Linked DNA regions of Dromaius novaehollandiae: region 1 is linked to region 2. Evidence: chromatin contacts called from public Hi-C data. All regions are on one chromosome and are shown on one strand. Each heading gives the region's core, a stretch centred on a gene start, on an enhancer-like site or on the middle of the called end of the contact. The rest is flanking DNA. Distances are from core to core; before and after follow the strand shown.

Region 1 (3,881 bases), core at 976-3,475, 71 kb before region 2:
AACAGCACCTTAAACTTTACTAAGCTTCAGATTTACCACATCTAGTTTCTCTCCTCTACTGAAAAAGCTTGCTTTCCTGCAAATGAATTAAATCAGTCTCATTTGAAATGATGCTATCTATCACTAGTTTTGTTAAACATCCTCTGCATCTTCCCAGGACCGAGGCAAGGATGACTTGCGCACAGTCCCCTTGTCCTCCACCCTGACCCACCTCCTCACTCCCATTTCTGAGCACAGGCCCTACAAAACCTTTTCTTCAGCCCTTGGGAATCTACTCATGCATCCTAGTGACCGCAGGGCCATTTCAAACAGTGTCTGAAACAAGGAAGTGAAAATCTCATCTGGACCAGTAAATTGGAGACCTATCTAAGTAATCTTTAACCTGTCCATTCCCTTCTGGCATGCTTGCTGTTAGCACTGTTCAGCGATCAAATTGCAGTTAATGGTCAAATGAAGAAAAAAAGGCACTTCTTAGTATCATTGGTTATTAGCTCTCTCTTCCAACATTTGCTAGACTTTTTCCTAGTATCCTCATCCGCACAGAATTTAGGTAACTTGCTAGTTTTATCTTATTTTGCACTTTGGTCTGTCTGATGTTGTCCCTAAATTATATTAATATATATCACTATACAGACAGATCATTCAGTCTTGTGCAAGCCCTAGAGTAAGTGAAGAAAAAGAGTGAGCCTCTTTGCAGATAATTTCTTATGTCTCGCCAGACTACATCTAGCTTTGCCGAGGCATATAAAATATAATCTGAATGCCTCCACTATGGTTTACACAGGAAAAAAAGGACAAAATCTTTTGCCAAACATATCTGTCTCTTAACACAGCAAAACAATACTTCTATTGTGAAAAAATACTTTACTACTTGGAGGTTTTGCTGCATAAAACAATTTAGAAATAACACAGCACTTGTAGCAGACCTTTTGGAAAAATCAAACTGCAAAAACCCTATTGGAGCTATAATTCAAGGAATGACACCGTTTTCTCTAGATACATGTATTTGTTTTGAGGCCAGATCAACATGATAAATGCCTCTCTCTGGACTCAATCATAATATCCCCACATGGACAAATCTGAAAGTTAAAAATGTTGCCAAAGGCAAAGTATTTGGAACCACTGAAATTAAGTCACTGAACAAATACATGAAGTATTAGTAGTGGGGGTTGCTCAGGAGCTTATGCCAAGCTATTAACATTTTAAATGTGATGTTTAACATCCTCTGCATAAATATGATCTTTGGCATAAATTCAACATCCTTCCACATCATCTTATTGACCTCACCATTCCTATATGCAATAGTAAAAATTAGTGGAGGTTCCCATAAACTAAATATTAACAATTAGCTTTCCAAGAAATATTGTTCTATTCAGTTGATGGTACATGATGCAAATTACTATATAAATATTAAAGAGACAGTGCAAATTAAAAATCACTCATGTATCAGTGTATTTTTAACTACTGTTGTTATTATACATTAGACTCATACACACATACATTTTATAGTGTTGTAAGTATGTTAGTTAGAAGTGTGATTTTTAACTGATATAGCAATACCCATGAATGCTGCATAACAAACATAATGAAATGTGTGGAGAGTTTCCATCTAGATTTGACCAAGAATTGTTTAGGTTTGTTTTGCTAAATGCTGATTCACTGAAAGTGAAATCACTCAATGGAAAGGACTGGTAGTGAATAATCTCCAGTTTTATATGAAAGGGAAAAAGTTGTTAACACTGTAAATTTTTCACATGTATATATAAAAAAAATTTGTTTTAAATATTTGTGTTTTTTCTAAACAATTAAGTTTAGTCCTAAAATGTTTAAAGTATTTCTGACTGACTCAGTATAATTTGGGGGGAGCAGGATCAATGGCTAATGTAAAAATTCAATACTTACTTTTTGGTCCCTATGTGAGATAAGAATTCCTTCTTGAATCTTGAAGATTTTCACAGGAAATGAAAGTTACTTACTGCCTAGCAAAGTTTATTGTTTCTCCCTTACAAAAGTCAAATAAATATTTCACAAAAAAAAATTTTGGTACAACAGTGCCTTCTCTCAGGGTGGCTGTGCCACTTTAAAATATAATTTAAGTAGTAAAACATCTGCAGGTAAACAAGTACTTTAACAGAACAAACGGGGGAAAAGCCTTTCTTGCTTTTGCCTGTCTGTGACACTTGCCAGGACTGTGAGGTTCTCACCTTGTAAACTGCCTCCCGTGAAGTGAGGCTGCATTTTAGTGAGGAGCTCTGGAACAGCTACCGTATAAGAAACAATGTGACAGGACTGCGTATTTTAGGGCAAGACTATAGGTTCAGCTGAAGGCAGGGGCCCGCTAGCTCTGCCTGCGCTTTTGGTAGTGGGAAGAAAACTGGGGTGCTCCCACTTCTTGAGCAAATTCATTATCAAGAAGGCAATGATACAGCTTAGAGCCATCAACTGTCGGGAGAGAAGGTAGAGGGCTAGCATGCAGGTGTCATTTTGTGGCCATTTAGATGTGCCCTTAGTTAGGCAATTCTCTCTTTCCTGTGGCTCTTCTCCAGAACAAGGGAAGAAAAAAAACCTTCTCAAGATAGAAAAATGTGCTTGTAAAATCTTAAAAGGCAGTTGATCCCATGTCCAATGCCTGAGTTTACTTTCAGTTCTATTTTCTTCCTTCCTTTACTTTTAAATAAAGGACTAAGCTGCTGATTAAACAGTGTCCCTTTAGCAAAATAGGTGAACGTTTTTTCTTTTTCTTTTTCTTTTCCTTTTTTTTTTTTTTTTTTTTTTTTGTTCCTGTTCTTTTGCCTCTCACTGGTTTTGTGGTCACTGTATCTATAGGTAAGCTCACCTTTCCGAAAGAGTAGATCTGACGCTTCCAGTCCTCATGAGCAGGCTCTGAACCTCCTGAGTGCTTGTTGTCAGTCCAGAGAGAGAGCCATGATGGCTCAGAGGAAGGTCAATGGACTCGGAACTGGTGTGAAGGCTAGTCATGGACTGGTAACTTGGTGTGTCCTTACTGCCAGCTGAAGAGCTGCTCAGGTTTGCAGCCCACACAAGACCACCTGATGTGAAAGAGTGCACTGAGGCGGGACTGGAAGCCAAGGAGTGACTTAAGCTTACAACATCTGCATTTAAGTCCGAAGGTTTACTGAAGAGGGGGCTGCTGCTACCACTTTGCCCACCTGCACTGCCCATGCTGCCTGTACCCGAGGATGGAGATTCCAGGCTGCCTTGCCGTGCCAATGTGGTACTAGGGCTGGGCATTGCCGATGTGGGTTTCACACCTTCAGTACTGGGTGCAGAGGCAGCTTTACCACTTGCCTTGGCACCAAACAACCTAAATGTAAAACAAATAGCTTTAGAGAAACTGATAGCCACATTAAACATTCATGGCGTAACATCCTAAGAGCCAAACTACACATTTAATTACGGCTACTAAAATCATGCCTACCTAGTTCATCAATTGCATCTCAACATTAAATTCACTTAACCATATCACAATAATCCAGGCTTGTTTCATTAGCAACAGCTCTCATTCACTCCTATTCAGATATGTTCTTTTCACACACAGACCTTCCCAGAGAGAGTTAAAATAAGCACATTTTTGTCTTATTATTGCATAAACAGATTACGCTTTCACCCAGATTTGGGAGTTAAGCATTCCTACCGCCATTAGCTTTTAAACTCCTCACTTCCCAAATGAGCTAAAATGATGGCAATAAACATTTTAGAAAGGGCATCCTTCATAGTTTATCAAATGTCTGAGTATTTGTGTAAAATTTTCCTCTCGTTGCTCTTTTGCACAGATGGTCATGTGGTCATCAGTCATGTAGCAACTAGTCAGACAGAATAAACTGCACCAGAGCTAAATGTGCTCAGTTTGTTTCCAAGGG
Region 2 (3,921 bases), core at 828-3,327:
GTCTTACTTTAAAAGGACTAGATCTCCTCACAAGAACAACAGTACAAAGGAGTGAGGAGTGCTTTTACAATACTTAAATAAAATTACAAAGGATGGGTGAATCTGTTTACTTAGAGTAACCATGAACAGGAGCTTTCACTTATTCACATCTCTGCTTGCCCAAGATCAAACAGAAACTTTTAGAGATAGGGCAAATAAATACCAATTACAACCCTCTTCCTTTCCTCAGTGTTTCGTTTCGTTTTCAAAAACTTGGTGCAGCTATAGCCAGGAATGGAAGTTGATAAAACCCTGTGAGAAGAGGTACTTGTAAAAATTTCCATTCCAATTTGTAAACTTGAGGAGTGCGGTTAATTGCAGCACAAAATCCAGTTTCCTGGGCATAAGATGGCATTGGAATCTAAACCTTAAAGAGTAAATACTGAATAATAATGATCATATAATGCTAATAATTTTAAAATGTTTAATTTCATTCGTGGAAAGAAAACCTTGGAAACACAAACCAAATATAAATGTGATAGTGTTTTCTTAAATTTACAGGCAGCCTGTAATAACAGGTCTAAGAATGTGAAATGTCTCTTTTATCTTACTTTAAACTTAAAAGTGTAAAGACAATATAAAAAAAATTTGATTTGCTATCAAAACAAAAAACAAAGAAATTGCTGTACCGACTTCATTCAGCACTTTTCTGTTTAATTTGGGGAAAATATCCATGATTCTAACTATTAGGGGCAACAACAGAAAGTCCATAGAAGATTATGGATGTTGCAGCAGCGTGAGCTCTGCTTACGGCAGAGTACTTGAGAAAATGGTTATTTACTCTGGAAGTGATGGGCCAAAAGGCACTTGCTCTGGAGCGGGGAGGAAGCTGAGGGAGGCCTGAAAGAGCTGACAGAGCCCCATCAGCCCTCGGGCCACCTCACTGGAGCTTCCCTCAGGATGACCATGGCGATGGGCCCTCATGGACAGCCCCTCTCCTACCAGGTCTCCAGGGGGCTGCCGGTGGCAGGAGCCCTGCCCTTCGGTGCCTGGGGCCAAGGCCCCGCTCTTTTTTTCCAGAGTCCATCTTAGCCTGGATGGGCTGGGAATAGTCTAGGGGTAAAAGATCTCCAGGCAAAACTGCAGAGGTGCCCCAGCCCTTGGGGAGCAAGGAGGACCTGATATAGATCGAGTGCCTAAAACACAGGGCTGCTTTGTGCTAAGCCTGCCACAGGACACGATCCATCGGACCAAGCATGCAGATGCCTTGCTGCTTAGCTAAACCATTTTAGTTCAAGAAAAAGAGGAAAGTCATATTGTGAGATTTGTCTTTCCCTATACTCCTGCTTTTGCTTTTTTCTGTGGGCCGTATTAATCCTATGAATGAGTCAAGTGATCTCTCCAGGACTATGGCACAGATTAAGCTGCAGGCAAGGACACAGAAAATTAAGGGATTTTCTCATTAACCTTACATATTGGCCTTAGTGAATGGCCCTCTGTCCATTCATAACCCACTGCCTCTGAAAACAATTACGATCCTCGCATCTCTCTCTTCACAGGAAGGAAAGTGCAGAGAATTTCAGCGCAGTCAAAGCTCCCCTGTTGACATTTTTAACAGCGCTGTGCATCTGCAGTGCAGGTTAATTTAAGCAACTGTCATGAAAACAGGACAATCTGCTTTCTATTTTAATCATGGCAATCAGAGAATATATTTATCCCCAACTCACTGAGTTATATACTACCTATTTGTAAGAGCATAAAACACACTTAATGGCACAAATCCTGCTCTCAGTCACACCTGCAAAAGCTCATTCAATTTGATTAAAATAAGCCTGCACAAGAGTAATTAAGAACAGAATGTGGAAGACTACTTAAAAATGTCTTTAACACAGTCAGTAATATCCTGTCTCTAACGAAATAGTGAACCTTTAATAACCACAGATAACATCAAAGATTTGTTGGTTATTACTCGACATTCCAAAAGGTATCAGATGAATATGCTGCTTTTTTCCCAGCAGCTCTCTGAGGTGCAGCTGTCTTGAGCGTGCATCACCGTCATTGTAAGAGACTGGCAGGACCACATCTGGAATGTGAGCAGTTTGATCGCCCGTGTTCAAGACGCGAATTAAATTGGGAACAGCTGCAGAAAAGGGCTACTAGGGTGATTGTGGGGAAGACGAAACTCTTAGGAAAGGAAACAAAAGAGATGATTTGGTTTAGCCTCTCAAAAGAGAAGGAAGGGGATATGATTATTCCCTCATGTATTTAGACAGAGCAATTGAAAAGAGGGAAAACAGCTTTTTAAGTTACAGGACCATACCAGCAAAATAATAAATGGATGCAATCTCAACGTGTGGGTTGTAAATGGTTTCTAACAATGAGTTAGATTGGTGAGTGAGATTCTGGGGGAACCTTCCCATTGGAGTACTGGGGAATAACTAGATTAAAATGTAGTTGGGTTGGTTTATGAAAGGGATTATACAGTTGCCTGCAACAGCAGAAGACTGGCCAAGACTGAGAATATCCTTTTTGGTCTTGTATCCTACATTTTATTGATTATTTAATCAAAGGCACAAGGCCACACTCGACTTTTTGACAATGATAATTTAAAAGAATAACTTCAGATAATAAACAGCAACCAACTGAATTATAAGGCTACTGTTTTAACTCAGCATTAATCAAGTATGCATTTATAATGATCTCTCCTCTTACTGTCCCACTTCCTACCTCTCAAGCCCAAAACTCTACCCTGGAAACTCTGCTTTCACAATTGCTTGTAAATCAAGGATAAGAAAATGTGAGTGTTTTTCTAAACACTGTTTTTGCTGCAAGCAGAACTGGTGCGTGGCAATCTTTATTGCTAGCTACCATTGCATAATTTTGGTAGTGATTTTTGTTTTAACTTCACAACAGTAATGTAAATAGTGGAAACCAAGGAAGCACTGCAGTATAACTGAATCATCACATTTTTAGAGAGAGTTGCAATATGTTTAGCAGAACGATCTATTATTAACAAACACAACTAACTGATAGAACATCTTTCACTGAAAACTTCAAATTAACTCCACAATCAATCAGAATTAGCTTCTAATTATTAACACTGGACACAAATACGTCTTCAGCGATCACTGCAGATGATGCGTTTTTATGATCCTTGAAGAGTAATTTAATTTTTTTCCCTAAGCCAGCATACAAACATCCCGACTGGGCAGCTGGAATTGAATGTCACTGTGCCTCCAGAGGTAGAATCATGCAATAGCCTCCTTCCCATCTGCCACAGCTGTGTGGTTCCTATACACCCATGAACGTATGGCCCAGTAATAAACGTGTTTCAATCACCATATGGGAAAGGCAACAGCAGAAATACTTTAGTACCTGGTAATATGTTTATTGTACTGATATTTCCTTTCTCTGCCTCTACTGAGTGGATACTTTAGTCACCACAGCATCATCACATAATTTAGATTGGAAAGAAGTTCTAGAGGCCATCGAGTCCAGTCTCCTGCTCAAAGCAGATGTGGTTAGATCAGGTTGCTCTGGGTCTTGTCCAGCCAAGTCTTGAACATTTCCAAGGAGATATTCCACAATCTCTTTGGGCAACCTGCTCCAGTGTTTGACCACCCTCATGGTGAAAACATTTTTTCTTACATTTAATCAGTATTTCCCATGCTGTAACCTGCATCCTTCACCTCTCATCCTATGACCATTCATTTCTAAGCAGAAACTGGCTCCAGTCTCTCTCTATCATCCTATTAGATAGCTGAAGTCACCAGTTTCTTATTCTTTAGGGACAAGAGCATTGTCAAACCGGCTTTTGCAGTCTGACGTTGACACTGAAAGAGCAGTCTCTCTAAAAGATCTCAATTCAGACAGTGCTGAAACCTCTTCCAGATGTCTCTGTCATTATACCACAAATTGAGCCAAAGGAGTGAAATTTAACTG

What was found. Hi-C and Micro-C count contacts between places; a contact is called where the count stands out from the background.
Region 1: a Hi-C map of brain shows a contact between it and region 2, with 5 times the contacts expected there. The contact joins two enhancer-like sites. A contact is called at or near these places in 2 of 4 Hi-C or Micro-C datasets (brain and liver).

What each region holds. Positions count from the first base shown.
Region 1 is chr1:39,848,800-39,852,680 of bDroNov1.hap1, reverse strand. It overlaps NAV3 (neuron navigator 3), which reads right to left. Exons shown (of 40, transcript XM_064509436.1): 17 at 2,837-3,325. Among named protein-coding and RNA genes, the nearest start is that of SYT1, 250 kb to the left of the region's middle. Within about 2 kb of position 2,225, at least 2 of the 2 cell types and tissues checked have open chromatin away from gene starts, as enhancers often do.
Region 2 is chr1:39,777,612-39,781,532 of bDroNov1.hap1, reverse strand. The region is part of intron 9 of NAV3 (neuron navigator 3); the gene reads right to left. Among named protein-coding and RNA genes, the nearest start is that of SYT1, 320 kb to the left of the region's middle. Within about 2 kb of position 2,077, at least 2 of the 2 cell types and tissues checked have open chromatin away from gene starts, as enhancers often do.